Linked DNA regions of Cricetulus griseus: region 1 is linked to region 2. The links are chromatin contacts, called in public Hi-C maps. All regions are on one chromosome and are shown on one strand. Each heading gives the region's core, a stretch centred on a gene start, on an enhancer-like site or on the middle of the called end of the contact. The rest is flanking DNA. Distances are from core to core; before and after follow the strand shown. Region 1 has its middle 22 kb from the start of Pck1. Region 2 has its middle 11 kb from the start of Ankrd60.

What was found. A called contact is a pair of places that touch in the nucleus more often than the background predicts.
Region 1: a Hi-C map of liver shows a contact between it and region 2, with 8 times the contacts expected there. The contact joins two enhancer-like sites. A contact is called at or near these places in 4 of 8 Hi-C or Micro-C datasets (the CHK-Q cell line, the CHL-YN cell line, fibroblasts and 1 more).

Annotation. Positions count from the first base shown.
Region 1 is chr6:6,152,979-6,159,447 of CriGri-PICRH-1.0, forward strand. No RefSeq gene overlaps it. Among named protein-coding and RNA genes, the nearest start is that of Pck1, 22 kb to the right of the region's middle. Within about 2 kb of position 2,118, at least 1 of the 6 cell types and tissues checked has open chromatin away from gene starts, as enhancers often do.
Region 2 is chr6:5,468,458-5,475,561 of CriGri-PICRH-1.0, forward strand. No RefSeq gene overlaps it. Among named protein-coding and RNA genes, the nearest start is that of Ankrd60, 11 kb to the left of the region's middle. Within about 2 kb of position 5,649, at least 1 of the 6 cell types and tissues checked has open chromatin away from gene starts, as enhancers often do.

The DNA of each region.
Region 1 (6,469 bases), core at 868-3,367, 680 kb after region 2:
GACAGCCAGGACTGTTACACAGAGAAACCTTGTCTTGAAAAAACAAACAGAAAGAATGCTAGCTTGGCATGGATCCTGGACAAGACCAGCATGGCAGCAGACCACAAAGACCCATGCCCCTGCTCGAAACAGCCCTGGCGCACATTGTAAAGCCTCCTTATCAAATGGTGCCAAAACCGCGTTCCAGTTGGTGCTAATCTCCCCCCTAAACAACCACCAGGCACTCAAACAAGGACCTTATATGGAAACAGCCAGCTCTTGCCTGGCAGTGACCCTTCCCCTTGCCCAGAACTTCAAGAAACATTTGTCTTGGGTCGCATGTCCAACTTCTCTGGTCCTGAGCCCTGGGATGGGTGTACCTTGCCTGAGAGCAGCACCGATTAACTTGAGTTTATTTGCCCCTATTCTGTCTGATCTCGTCACCTGGGTCTAACCCGAGCCACTCAAAGAAAACAATACTAGTTTTTCCTCATGCTTAGGAGGAGGCACTAAGGGGTCAGTCGGCAAAAGCCTCTGCAAGTGTGGTGTCTCCTTCAACCACCTCTGTTGGCTTGCACAAGGAGCTGGGGAACTATACAGGTCCCTACTTGGGTCTCAGCTCTAGGAGCCCTGGACCAGGCTCAGAAAACTCCATCACAAACCTAAGCTTTGTCTCCTAATTCTCTCAGGCCTTCGTTTCTCCAGCTGTTGAATCTGTCACAGCTGACCAGGTATGAGACCCTTTCCTGAGATGGTCACCCATATTATCAAGAGATAATATGGGCACAACCCTTTGAGCCAGCTGCAGGGGTATCAGGAACTTGGGGGCTGAGAGCATTTCAGCACATGGGAACACTGTGCACACATGGCTTTACCACCCCCACTCCACCCCCAGGGCATTGGAGACTGTCCTTGTTGACTATGTCCAGCATGGCCTGGGGTCTACAGGGCCAGCCTGCAGGTCCAAGCTACCAAGGTGGGCATCCCTGGCCTTCCTTTCTCTCCTTTATGCCCTGGCAATGTCAGCAGTCAACTGTGGAGTTAGACACTGAACAGCAGCACTGTGGTGTTTGAAAGTTATTCCAGCTCCCATGTTCTATGGCTTTGGGTACATACTCAGAATGGACAGGAAGCAAGGGGCACTAGCGGTTCTGTGCTCCCAGCAGAGGGCGACCAAGGAGTCTGGATGTTTCTAGAACCCAGCAGCTCATTCAGTGTGATAGGAAAACCCCAGCCAAGGCACTCCTCTCTCTGGAAAGTGCATCTGTGGCTGTGCTTGTGGACAGTGACTCCCTCTCCCACCGTCTTCAGTATGGATGGCAGGGTTGTGTGTCCCCTCCTGTTGAACCAGCTGGAGCCCCAGCAGAATTGCCCAGACTACAGCTGCTTGCTTTTGCCTCTCTCCCCACTGCCTACACTGACCAGGATATAGGACTGAAGGTGGCTTGTGTGGGTGTATGAATACTGCCCTCCACCAATAAAATGACTACAGCATGCTTTTTTTTAAAAAAGTCCATGATTTTATGTGTATGGCTTTGCCTGAATGTGTGTGCGCCACTCACATCATGCCTGGTGTTGGCAGACGCCAGAAGAGGGCGCCAGATCCTCCTGGAACTGGAGTTCCAGAGGTTTGTGAACCACCATGCCAATGCTGGGAATCAAACCAAGGTCCTCTAAAAGGACAGCTGATGTTCTTAACCACTCAGCTGTCATGTTCGGAAAAAACATAATCAGATTGCTTGGAGCCAGCTGTGGGGGTGCATGCTTCTGATCCTGGCACTCAGGGCACTGAAACAGAAGGACTGCTGTGAGTTGAAAGTCAGCTTGGGCTGCAGAGTGAGTACCAGATGCTCCAGAACTATATAGCAAAACGTGTTAACAACAATAATAACAGCAACAACCCCCGGATTTTCATCAAAACACGAGGACAAGTCCGCTCGCCAGTATGGACACTCATAGCTGTTTCCACCCTAGTGTAGTACTCAGGACAGCCAGCAGGTGGCTCTCCCAGGAGCTTTGTGCAAAGCTGCAATGTGGCTGCCGAGTTCAGCCCTAGGTCTTCAGCCCTCTCGGGGAGTTTGTTATTCACTGAGCACAGACTTGTTGTCCAGTTAGGACAACACAGCAGTTGGAATGGGCCGGCTCCAACCAGATTGCCCCTGCTGGGGCAGAGATCTTGGGGAGTGCAGAATTCCATCCTTTCATGGGCCAGGAGCTAGATGCTGGACTCTGGCATGGACACCGCCTCTCCGAGCTCTCCAGGGCAGGCTTTGTCCTCCAGGGCAGATGGGTCCTCCAGAGAGATTTTTGTTTTGGAAGAGTCACAGCACCCACAGAGGGACAGCGCCACTAGAACCAAGGCCCTAGATTCACCTCAGAGAGCTCCCACTGGAACCCTGGCCCAGTGGCGGCAAAGGCCAAGAACCTGTGTTCCTGCTGGCCTCTCCTCCTTACCCAGCTTCCTGCCTGTCTCCAGATCGGTGGTCTGAGTTGGCCCTGTCTCCCTGAAACCCCTTCCTGCGACAGTCATCCCTCCTCTCCACAGCTTAAAAATTCCAAGCCCATCATCTGCGGGGCAGCCTTGTCCTGGAGGGAGACCCTGGAGCCAGGCCGCCCTATCTAGGGTCTCCACCAGTTACTACTGCATCTCTGGTCTGTGCACACTGAGGCCCACTCTGACTTCCAGCCAGAAACCAGAGTGACCTGCAACTGCAGCACAGGTTAGAGAGCCAGGCTGTTTGGGTTCAAATCCTGATTCTACTACTTCTTGTGTGTTCTTGAGCCCTGACTTAACTCCCTCCATGTCTTCAAATTAGGGGTAGACAGTTCTTCCATGTCAGGGGCTTTGAGAGGCTTCAATGGGCAGATTCAACGCCTTTGTTGTGAACACAAGAGAGGACCCCAAAATGCTAGGCACAAGTGGGGATCCAGGAGGAGCTTGGAGATGGTAGGTCTGCGGCTTCATGCTCAGGGCACTGGGAACAGTCCATGAGCATTTGGAGCTGAAGGCTGCTCCAGGGGAACTGAGGCTTCGCCACTGTCCTTGGCAGTCTTTCCATGTGAGGACTGTGAGAAACCACCCATGAGTGTGGAGCAGCTACAGCAGGCTCAGAGATCCAGGCCCAGGGGACAGGGCATGCTATGGCCACCACCCAGTGAGGTGACAGCAACAATAGGGACAAATAGAGCATTTACAGATGGGTGTGAAGGCGGTGCTCATACCTGGCACCTGACACACCTGGACAGGCAAAGGGCTGTACCAGTGGGCCCCCTCTGCCCACGGTGCCATTCCAGCATCACATGACATAGGTCCAGGTCAGCACCATGCCCACCTAATCCAACAGCTTTCTCAGTCCAGAGTCTTCCACATTCCTCCCCTCAAAAAATATATGGGGGACTGGAGAGATGGTTAAGAGCACTTGTTCTTGCAGAAGAACTGGATTCGGTTCCCAGCACCTACATAAAATTTACCAACATCTCTAGGTCCAGTTGTAGAGTATCTGGCATCCTCTTCTGGCCTCTCCAGGTACTACACACACACACACACACACACACACACAGAGAGAGAGAGAGAGAGAGAGAGAGAGAGAGAGAGAGAGAGAGAGAGAGAGATTTGCATAGACATACACGCAGGCAAAACCCCATACACACACACAAATAAGTAAAGCTTTAAAAAAATTTCAGATTAATCACAGCAACAACCCCACTTCCTCCGTACCAACTTCTGTCCTGTTTCATTTCTTTTGCTGTGATAAAACACCCCATCAAAAAGCAACTTAGAGGATCAAGAGGTTTGCCTCAGTTTACAAATCTTGGTTGTAGTTCATCATTGTGGGGAAGTCAAGGCAGGGACTTCAAGCAGCTAGTCACATCACACCTGTGGTCAAAAGCAGAGAGAAATGAATGTATGCTTGCTCACAGTCTGATTTCTCCATCATTGTGCAGTTCAGGACACTGGCCTAGGGACTGGTGTCGCCCACAGTGGGCTGAGTCTTCCTGCCTCGATAGCAATCAAGACAGTCCCCTCCAGACATTCCCAACCTGATGTAGATAATTCGTTATGGATTTATTTTGAAGAGTCTCTTCCCAGGTTGTGTCAAGTTGATGTTTAAAACTAACCAGCATAAACAGCTTATACCAAATGAGTTTTTTCATCTCCGGGTGATAAAATCCTAGAGGGAAGGAGAGGAGAATCGAGACGACACCTAGAAATCACTGAAAACCAGCTCCCCTCTTCCTTGAGGCCCTCTATACTTAGCACAATACTTCTGCTTCATAATCCAGCGTGGCTGCTGGTGTTCCAGCCATCAGGTCCCCTTCCTGGCCACCAGGGAAGACGTGGATGTGGAGGCACTCTCTGGAAAACCACACACATGACTCCTCCATTTACATCTTGCTGGACAGCACTCGGGCACGAGTCCATGTGCCTAGAAGCTAAATGTAAGGACTGTTTGCCTTCCCCCAAATATGAGGCTGATGGGTGGTGTGGGCAGCAGGCAGCTCTGCTTTGTGAGTGGACAGGAGCTGGCTTGGAGGTCTTTGGCTCATCAGTGCAGAGCCAGGGGCTGGGGAAACACAAGGGCCAAACTTGGAGAAGCACCCTAGGTGGGCCCTTACTCTTCAACAGACAGGAGCCCAGTTTGGGTACAGGCATTCTGCCCCACACAGGCCAAGGCCTATAGAGAACTCAGCAGGAACTGAGGATTATGGATCAGGAAGGTAGCCAGCCCAGGCCATGGGGAGGGGGTTCAGAAGAGGGGACATTTGAGAGAATAGAGGGGCAGGGTCTATGCAGCTCCTCCCAAGGACCAGGGGCCAGCTCAGTCCCCAGATTAGCCATGTGCTCTGAGCCTCCGTCTTCCCACCTATGGTGACTGCATGTTAGTGTCCTGCAGGCTACAGATCTGGCTCACAGGTGGGGTCTCCATAAGACAGAAAACATGCAGCCTGGAGACCCTGCCCTCCTTCATCCATTGAAGGAGACTCCGAAAAAGCCTATGTCTGGGTTCATTTGGGATTGTCACAGCTAGGACTGTCCTCTCTTGGAGAACAAACCATCTGGTTTATCCATAGTGCTAGTCTCCAAACCCTGCCCACACAGCTGGGGGAAGAGGGGATGGAGTCTCCCTCATTCCTCCCACTGTGTCTGACTCCTCTTTGTCCCCTCCCACTGTGCCTGGGGACCCTCCTCTCCCCTCCCACTGCATCTCAAGACCCTCCTTTCCCCTCCCACTGTAGCCGGGGACCCTCCTCTCCCCTCCCACTGTAACCGGGGACCCTCCTCTCCCCTCCCACTGTAACCGGGGACCCTCCTCTCCCCTCCCACTGTAACCGGGGACCCTCCTCTCACCTCCCACTGTGACTGGGGACCCTCCTCTCCCCTCCCACTGTAACCAGGGACCCTCCTCTCCCCTCCCACTGTAACCGGGGACCCTCCTCTCCCTGCCCACTGTAACCGGGGACCCTCCTCTCCCCTCCCACTGTGACTGGGGACCCTCCTCTCCCCGCCCACTGTGGCTGGGGACCCTCCTCTCCCCGCCCACTGTGGCTGGGGACCCTCCTCTCCCCGCCCACTGTGGCTGGGGACCCTCCTCTCCCCGCCCACTGTAACCGGGGACCCTCCTCTCCCCACCCACTGTGGCTGGGGACCCTCTTTGTCCCCTCCCACTGTGTCTCAGGACCCTCCTGGTCCCCTCAGAGACCCTGTGCTTCTTCATTGGCAATGGCTCCTGCATCTAGCTATCTCCTGCTTCACAAACAACCACAGTGACTCAGGCTTTTTGTGAACTTCGGCAAACTAAACTTGTGTGTCCTTCTTCAGTGCCAAGCACGTAGCGGCCATCCTCCCCCAAACCCATTACCAGTTAAAGCACAGCTATTATTTTTACAGCAGTGCTCAGAAATGGCTTGCAATCTCTAATTTGCTAAATTGATGTGTATATTGACTAAATAAATATTCGGCACGAAGCCCGCGTCCCCTCCACACTTATTAATCCTCGGGAAATGGAAACACAAGACACGAAATGAGCTCCTGCTCCGAGCTGCAGACAGGAATACATTATGTTGTTTTCCTGAGTGTTCAGGGACTCGCATCGCTGCAGCAGGGACCAGCCAATCAGCAAGCTCCAAGTTTTCCATGACGCACTTGTCTGCCCAGGACGTGCCTGGGTTGCTAAGGCTCTTCCGAAGTTTAGAACAAGAAACTTTTGCCTCTGTGGGGGGGGGGGGGAATCAAGGGAAAGCAGCTTTAGATGGGGTATTTGGGGTCCTTATGGCTTCAGGGTTTGCTAAGAGACATCAGAACTGCAGGCAGGACCCACAAGAGACACCCCGGGAAAGAGCCCTGCCCTTAACGAAGGGGATATTGGCTTGGGGGTGAGAAGACAGCCACCTGGGGAGGGGGCTCTGCCCTTGGTTGACAGTGCAGTTGCCATGGGGATGCTGGCTTGGTTCTTTCCTCACTGGGGCTGTGCTCACCTTGTGCTGGTGT
Region 2 (7,104 bases), core at 4,399-6,898:
CTGTGTGGGGAGGATAAAAAAAAAAAAAAAAAAAAGCAGTGCCCAAACCATGTGTTTTCCCTCCTGGATCTTAGGCAGGAAAGTCAGCCATTGATTACAAATTATTAATTCCATAGTCAGTCACATATGGGATGCATTAAACCCTGTGCCTGCTGAACTTGTAGGGGTGGGGTTGTAAGGAAGAAGAGTTAAGGAGGTTACTGAAACCCTAAGAAGTTAAAAAAAAAAAAAAAAGGAAAGAAAGGGAAGGAAAAAGTATAGTCTGTAACAGGAATAGTATGTGCAAAGGGCCTGGGGCAGGGTGCAGAATGCTGTATTTAAGGGTAAAGACAGGAAGTACAAGGAGCTGGAGCTTTGGAAGCAAAGGAACTCAGCAGGAAGCACGGGAGGGGTGAGGATAGCATTGGAATATCTAAGCAGTGAAGTGAGTCAGGCAAAGATTTCAAAGAGTGTCCCACAGGCAGCAAGAGCTGGGTGACAGGCTTGGAACAGGAAACTGGAATGGGTGCCCCATGGGATCAGGCTGGATGGGAAGAGTGATGAACTAAGGGAAGCCAGCCACCATGTCCCTGGGAGCAGTGTCAACTCTCCCTTGATTCCCGTCCTAGCCCCGCCCCCTTCTTGTCCTCCAGGGTCAGATGGTGGGACCCCTGCCCGGAAGAGCAGCCCACTCCAACAGGTCCTTTTATCTCACAGGAGCGAACTGCTTGGGCAAGTCACCCCTGGGCAGGACGCCCCTGCACGTGGTTGCAGCCATGGGCAGGATGGACTGCATCAGGCCTTTACTGGAACACAGCGCCAACATCCACGACAGAGACGCAAAGGGGGAAACGCCCGTCACCATCGCACGGCGCCTGAATCGCAGCAATTTCGAGCGCAAGATGTTCCTCCTCTACTGGATGATCAAGTGTGGGCCCAGAGACCCCAATAACTTGGTAGTGAGGGAGGCTCCAAAGAAACCCAGCCCTAAGGCTCTGTCAAAGGGCCCAGTGTTACCTCCCTGAGCACGTCTGCCCATCACCCTGCTCCGGGGCAACCTTGCAGCTCCCACAGTGGCCCCCATGGCACTCATTAGGCTACAAAAGAAGGGACAGATCTGAATCAGTCACCAAATTGGTTGTCCTTTTACCAGTGCCTCTGGGAGGGTGTAATGGAGCGGGTGAGCTCTCCTCTTTTGTAATCTGTTCCGTCCCCACCAGGCCGACAATGCCAGCCTTTAATTTTAAGCTCTTTGTGCATGGCACCCAATCACACCGGTTGGGGTGATGGTAGCCAATTATCTATCCCTTTTGAGGCCATCTAATGCACCAGGATAATAGTAGTAATAGCAGGAATGATAATAGCACCCCTGTTATCGAGCAGAGAGAGCACCGGCCGACGTCAGGAGGTCGTGTACAGCGTAGGCTGTGAATTTGTTTGTCAGACTTAGGCGGCTAACCATTTCTGTGGCCAGGAATGACACAGCTTTGGCTGAGCCAGCTCTGAAGGGGTCTGCTGCTTGAGCATGGGGCACAGGAGAAGCTCGGAGTGGGCCCGTGAGCCTCCAAACATGGCCTGCCAAGGAAGGGGCTGTGTTCTTACCCTTGTGGCAAGGACACGTATGGCCTTAGGGGTAGAGGAAACAACACAGGAGACAAGGACAGAGCCAGGCTGGCAACGTCTTCCTGTGGCCCCAAACCCGGTAGTCCCTACAGGCCTCCATGCTCCTTCCCACTTTCGCAAGCACCCCTTTTCCCTGGGAGCTAACTAGCTCAGAGTGCTCATTGTTGGATCCAGGCAACACTCTGCCTTAGACTATCTATCTATACCTTAGACCCTGCAGCTGGGGTGAGTGAACCAAGTGCAGACTACCGGCAAAGAATCTGACCGTGAGGCCAAATGCCCAAGAAAGGGCATGGGGACCCAGCTTCAACAGAAAGGAAGGCAAGGTGGAAGTTGCTGGATTGTTCTAGAGTGTTCCAGAGCTAAAACCCAACTCTCATGATAGCTCAGCTTCTGGTTTTAAAACATGGCCTTGAGATTCTGAAGAAGCAGCAAAGAGTGAAAGCATGCCCAAGTGCTAGAATGGACCTGGGTCCCCATTAGGGTGACCCCCACCCCGGGAAAGTGCTAGAATGGACCTGGGTCCCCATTAGGATGACCCCCACCCCGGGAAAGTGCTAGAATGGACCTGGGTCCCCATTAGGATGACCCCCACCCCGGGAAAGTGCTAGAATGGACCTGGGTCCCCATTAGGATGACCCCCAGTTCTACAGCTGCAGTCTGGGGACAGCCACAGGCCTTGTAGTGACGCACAATGTCCACCTTGTTACTCCCGGTGGGCCATATGTTTTCCTGAATCCCTGAACCACAGCACAAGTTCTGGAATCCATGTATATGTCAAAGGTCTCTTGGCCACTCATCAAGTTGCTTGAGGTGGAAGCGGATGAGACTGACATTGCACCCTGGCTGCCCTTCTTTGCAATGTCCCAACAACTAGGCCTTACTTTAAAATTAATGGCCTGTGTTTCCTGGTGTCACAGCAAGTAAGACCTTTGTTGACAATGGTCTTACACCAGCCAACGTGGCTGTGCCTGGGTTCAGCCATCTATTTGACAAATAAAGAGTCAGAAAAGCACATCTCAGCATTAAGAATGTCAAACTGAGATCTTAATTTTGGCAGGCATGCTCCAAAGTCAATAGGCAGACATTAAACAACCCCCACCCATTGGGTCGGGTCACTTAGCTAATGAGGTGCAAGGAGGGGAGTGACTTATGGGTACCCTTTTAACTTAACAAGTGGAGTCCCTCCAAGTATTGTGTTTGCCAGGAGCTTGCTAAGCAGTCTTTGTTATTGGAAGAGCCAATGGCCTGGCATGAGGACCCACACTTTTGGAGACAAGCACTCCATTTACCCCAATTCAATTAGATACTTGGCTAGACATCCGTTGGCATCAGGCTTTCTGTGGTGACATTTTCTTGAGTCTGGGGTAGGGTCACTTGGACACTCTCCTGGGTTCTGAGGACACTTCATTAGAGACAGCCTCAATACCTTGCATTGGGTCTTGGGGTACAACTTAGGTGTGGAGGGCTTGCTTAGCATGCACAAAACCCTGGATTCCCTTCTCAGCACTGTGAAGACACACACACACTCACCCCCCCCACACACACACCCCACACACATACATACACACCTGCAAGTCACATAGAAACAGCAGCCCATTACAGGCCATGTGAGGTATATCAACAGCTCTGCCAACTGATCTGCTATTGCTCAGTAGAATGTTACATTTGGAGTTAATGCTTTCCACACTTATTTTGAAGAGTGTTTTGTTGTTCATAATCAGGAACTAACAAAGGGAAATCAAGGGAAGGTTCATCTTCACTGTTCCCGTAGGAGCTAAAAAAAGCCTTGCTGGCCCATGCCCTGGAGCAGCTCTAGAATGTTAAGAGAACCATGGTCTGTACGGGGGACACTTTCTGTATGGAGAGGACCTTGGTTCCCCTACATCTGTGACCTCATGGGACTGGCCTTCCAGTCACCAGGGACCTTACATGTGTGGGGTTGGGGGCACAGAGCAGGGGATAGTGGGGCCCTTCATGCTCAAGGTTCTGAGTGGGTCTTCACTTCTCGGAGCCAAAGGTGTCCTGTAGAGGATGGATGAGAACCATTCCTGCTCCTGTCCCCAAGGCTGCTAGAACCATTGAGAAGCACCCAACAAGTCATTTGAGACCTTGCCTGGGAGCCTTGCTGAAGCACTGGAAACCATGGTGGGGCTGCTGAGAGAAGGACAAACGGAAGAATGTCCACTTGGTGTCTTTCCTGGGCTCTCTTCAGTTCTGGCCACCGAACTCTGATGACCAACTAGCCCTGGAACCTAAGTGCCCTGGGGAAGTGCTCTAGTGTGTCCTTGAGGACATGCAAGGCAACAGTCAAACAACCTTCCTCATCCCTTCATCTTGCAGCCCAGGAAATAGCTCTGGAAAGTCAGTCCTGCAGGATGACACAGCAAAATTGATGGTTACACTGGGCACTGTGTTTCCATTTGACTTGGCTACGAGGGTTCTCAAAGTCAGTGTCCAGAGACTAATGCTCTCTTCTCCTCACTGAGTGAGTCTCCAGACCCACCTTCCGGTCGGCCCTGCAGTGGTCATTGCAGCTGGCCTATGTCACTGAAGCCAGCACAGTGGAAAGTTTAAAGACAAACTACAGGTTAAAGAGAGTAGGCTGTATGACTTACTCAGGACTGAGATGGTGAGCCTAGTCTTCCCAAGTGTCATGAGCAGACAGTAGAGCTTCCCAGTATCATACATCTGGAGCTTCCTCTATGCTTACTAGCCCAGGGTTTCGAGAGAGTAGGGTAAGGGTCCCTCTTGACCCTGCCTGGGCTTATACTGAGCACTGGGTGAGCAGGTTGACCCCATTCCATTCTCTCTACAGTGTAGACCTTAGGAAGCCTTACTTTGTGTTAGTCTACACGGAGCCTCTCTGGCCTCTACTTGAGACCCAAGTAGAACAGACTTCCACAGGCAATGGTGTTCCTCCAACTATAACTTTTTTTTTTTTTTTTTTTTTTTGAGTAAGGTGTCTAGCTGGCCTGGAACTCACCAAATAGGACCAGGCTAGCTGCCAGTCCTAAGGATCTGCTTGGCTCTGCCTCCTTAGCAATGGATCACAAGTGTTTTGCCCTACCATCATGATGGATATTTTTTTCAAAATAAATTTTTTATGTATAGTGTTTTGCCTTCATGTAATGTCTGTGTGCCGCACGTGTGCCTGGAGCCTGCAGAGGCCAGAGAAGTGTGTTGAATCCCCTGGAACAGGAGTTACAGATGGTTGTGAGCCACCATGTGGATGATGGAAACTGAACTTGGGTCCTCTACAAGAACAGCCAGTGCACCTAACCACTCTAACCACTGAGCTATGTCTCCAGGCCTGATGCTGGGGTCCTTCATGGGGTGTCTGGGGCTCAAACCCAGGTCCTCATGCTTGCACAGTAAACATTACTGATGGAGCCATTTTCTCAGCCCTTCTCCTTCTCATCAGCTGTGTGGCTGCAGGCCCGATGGCCACCTCCTGACACCCTCAGCTCCCTCCATCCGTGGTATACACAGGTCTTGTCCTCCTGTGTTAAGCAAGCACTACTCACGTTGTCGGAAGAAACAGCCGTGAGAATTGCCTGCTATACCGACCCCTTGATGAGCAGGAGGGTTGGCTTTGTGGTCTGGTAAAGGTGATTGACAAGACTCCTCTGCCCCCCAATGTGTGGCATTAGGGCTACCAGAGACAGTTCTGGGGGGTCTCAGCGGCCTCATGTGGAGGGTTTGGGGGTAATAAAATCTGCCCCTTCACTGCAAGAGAGATGGAACTCCTGGCTCAAAGCAGACACTTGAAAAACGGCAGGCATTATTTGTATTATTATACCACCAACACTTAATTTGCTTAAAATGTTTGCTCGCTGAGAATCGATCCCCTCCCGGATTCCAGAGGGACTCATAAATCCTCAGCAAACCTTATACAATAAGAGTCTCCATCCAGAACTAATAATTCCCAAAGTGGGAGATTAATAATTTCCTGTAAAGTTGCTGGTCTGGACATTAAAGTGCAAAGATTTCTCAGCTGCACTTAGAGCGCCCCCAGGCCAGAGCCACTGCAGGGGAACAGCAGGCTCTCAGGCAGAGGAAAATTCCACTCTCTGCGGCAACTGTCTGCAAAATAAGCCTGGTAGGCATGTGTATAGCCCTTGTGACATCCTGAAAGGGGTCTCCATCGCTCCAGGAGCCCACATCTGGCCGTGGAACAAGAAGGCCCAGCTGCCCTAGGGAAACATGACACTGCACCCCAATAGTGTCATCCTTGACCTGTTTGGTTGCTATACATCCTAAATTTAAAATGGGGGAAAATTACCAATAACATCTGGGGCAGTGTGTGTGTGTAATATCACAGGGGCCTTTTGAGAATCCCATATCCTTGTAAAATTGCTCATTTCCTGTCCAAATGCCCAATCTGGTCCCAACCACCCCACTTCTGTAGAAGTACCAGGGTACAAGGCATGTTTACAAATGTTGAAACAGCTGGCTAGGACGACAAGGCCTTGGAAATATTTCCAATGCCACAAGCAGGGATGTTGTGGCCATATTTTGCAGCTTTTGAAAGAATGTGGGTTGGAGGAATGCAGTTAAAAGGGCTGCTGCCGTTACAGAGAGCCAGACTTCATTTCCTAGCTCAAAACCACCTGTGACTCAAGCTCTGCAGGATCTGCTGCCCTCTGCTGGACGCTCGGGTCACTGCATATATTTATGCAATATATATTGCATAGACTTATACAGATAGAGCACACAGACCCCACACACACCCCACACACCATACACACCCCACACACACCCCACACACGCCCTTCACACATCCCACACACCCCACACACCCCACACATCCCACACACTCACACCCCCCACACCCCACACACTCACACCCCCACACACCCCATACACACCCCATACACACCCCATACACACCCCATACACACACCCCCACACCAAACACACCCCATACATCCCACACACCCCCACAACCCCCCCACCCCACACATCCCATATACACCCTTCACTCATCCTACACACCCCATAACACTCTACACCCACACATCCCACACATACCCCTACGCATACCCCCCTACACCCACACCCCACATTCCCCTCATCCCCCCAACTCTCCCACACCGCCACACCCCCACACTTTTCATTTAAAAAACCATTGAGGGACCTGAGATGTAGTTCATTCAAAGCCATTGAGGGACCTGAGATGTGGTTCATTCAGTGATTGAGCTATTGCCGAGCATGCTTGATGCCCTAGTCATGATCCGGAGCTCTCTAAAAATGGGTGTGGATGTTCACACAAGTAATTTCAGCATTTAGGACGTGGATGCAGGAGGATTTGAAGCTCAAAGACACCCTCAGTTACATGGTGAGCTCCAGGTCATCTTGGCCTACATGAGATCCTGGTTTTTTGTTTGTTTGTATTTTGTTGTGTTCTGCTTTTTTTTTTTTTTTAAGATGATCTTGTGTTGTATGCAGTAAGTATAGACCAAGATGTAGTCACACTAGATTGCCCAGGATGTGGCTCTC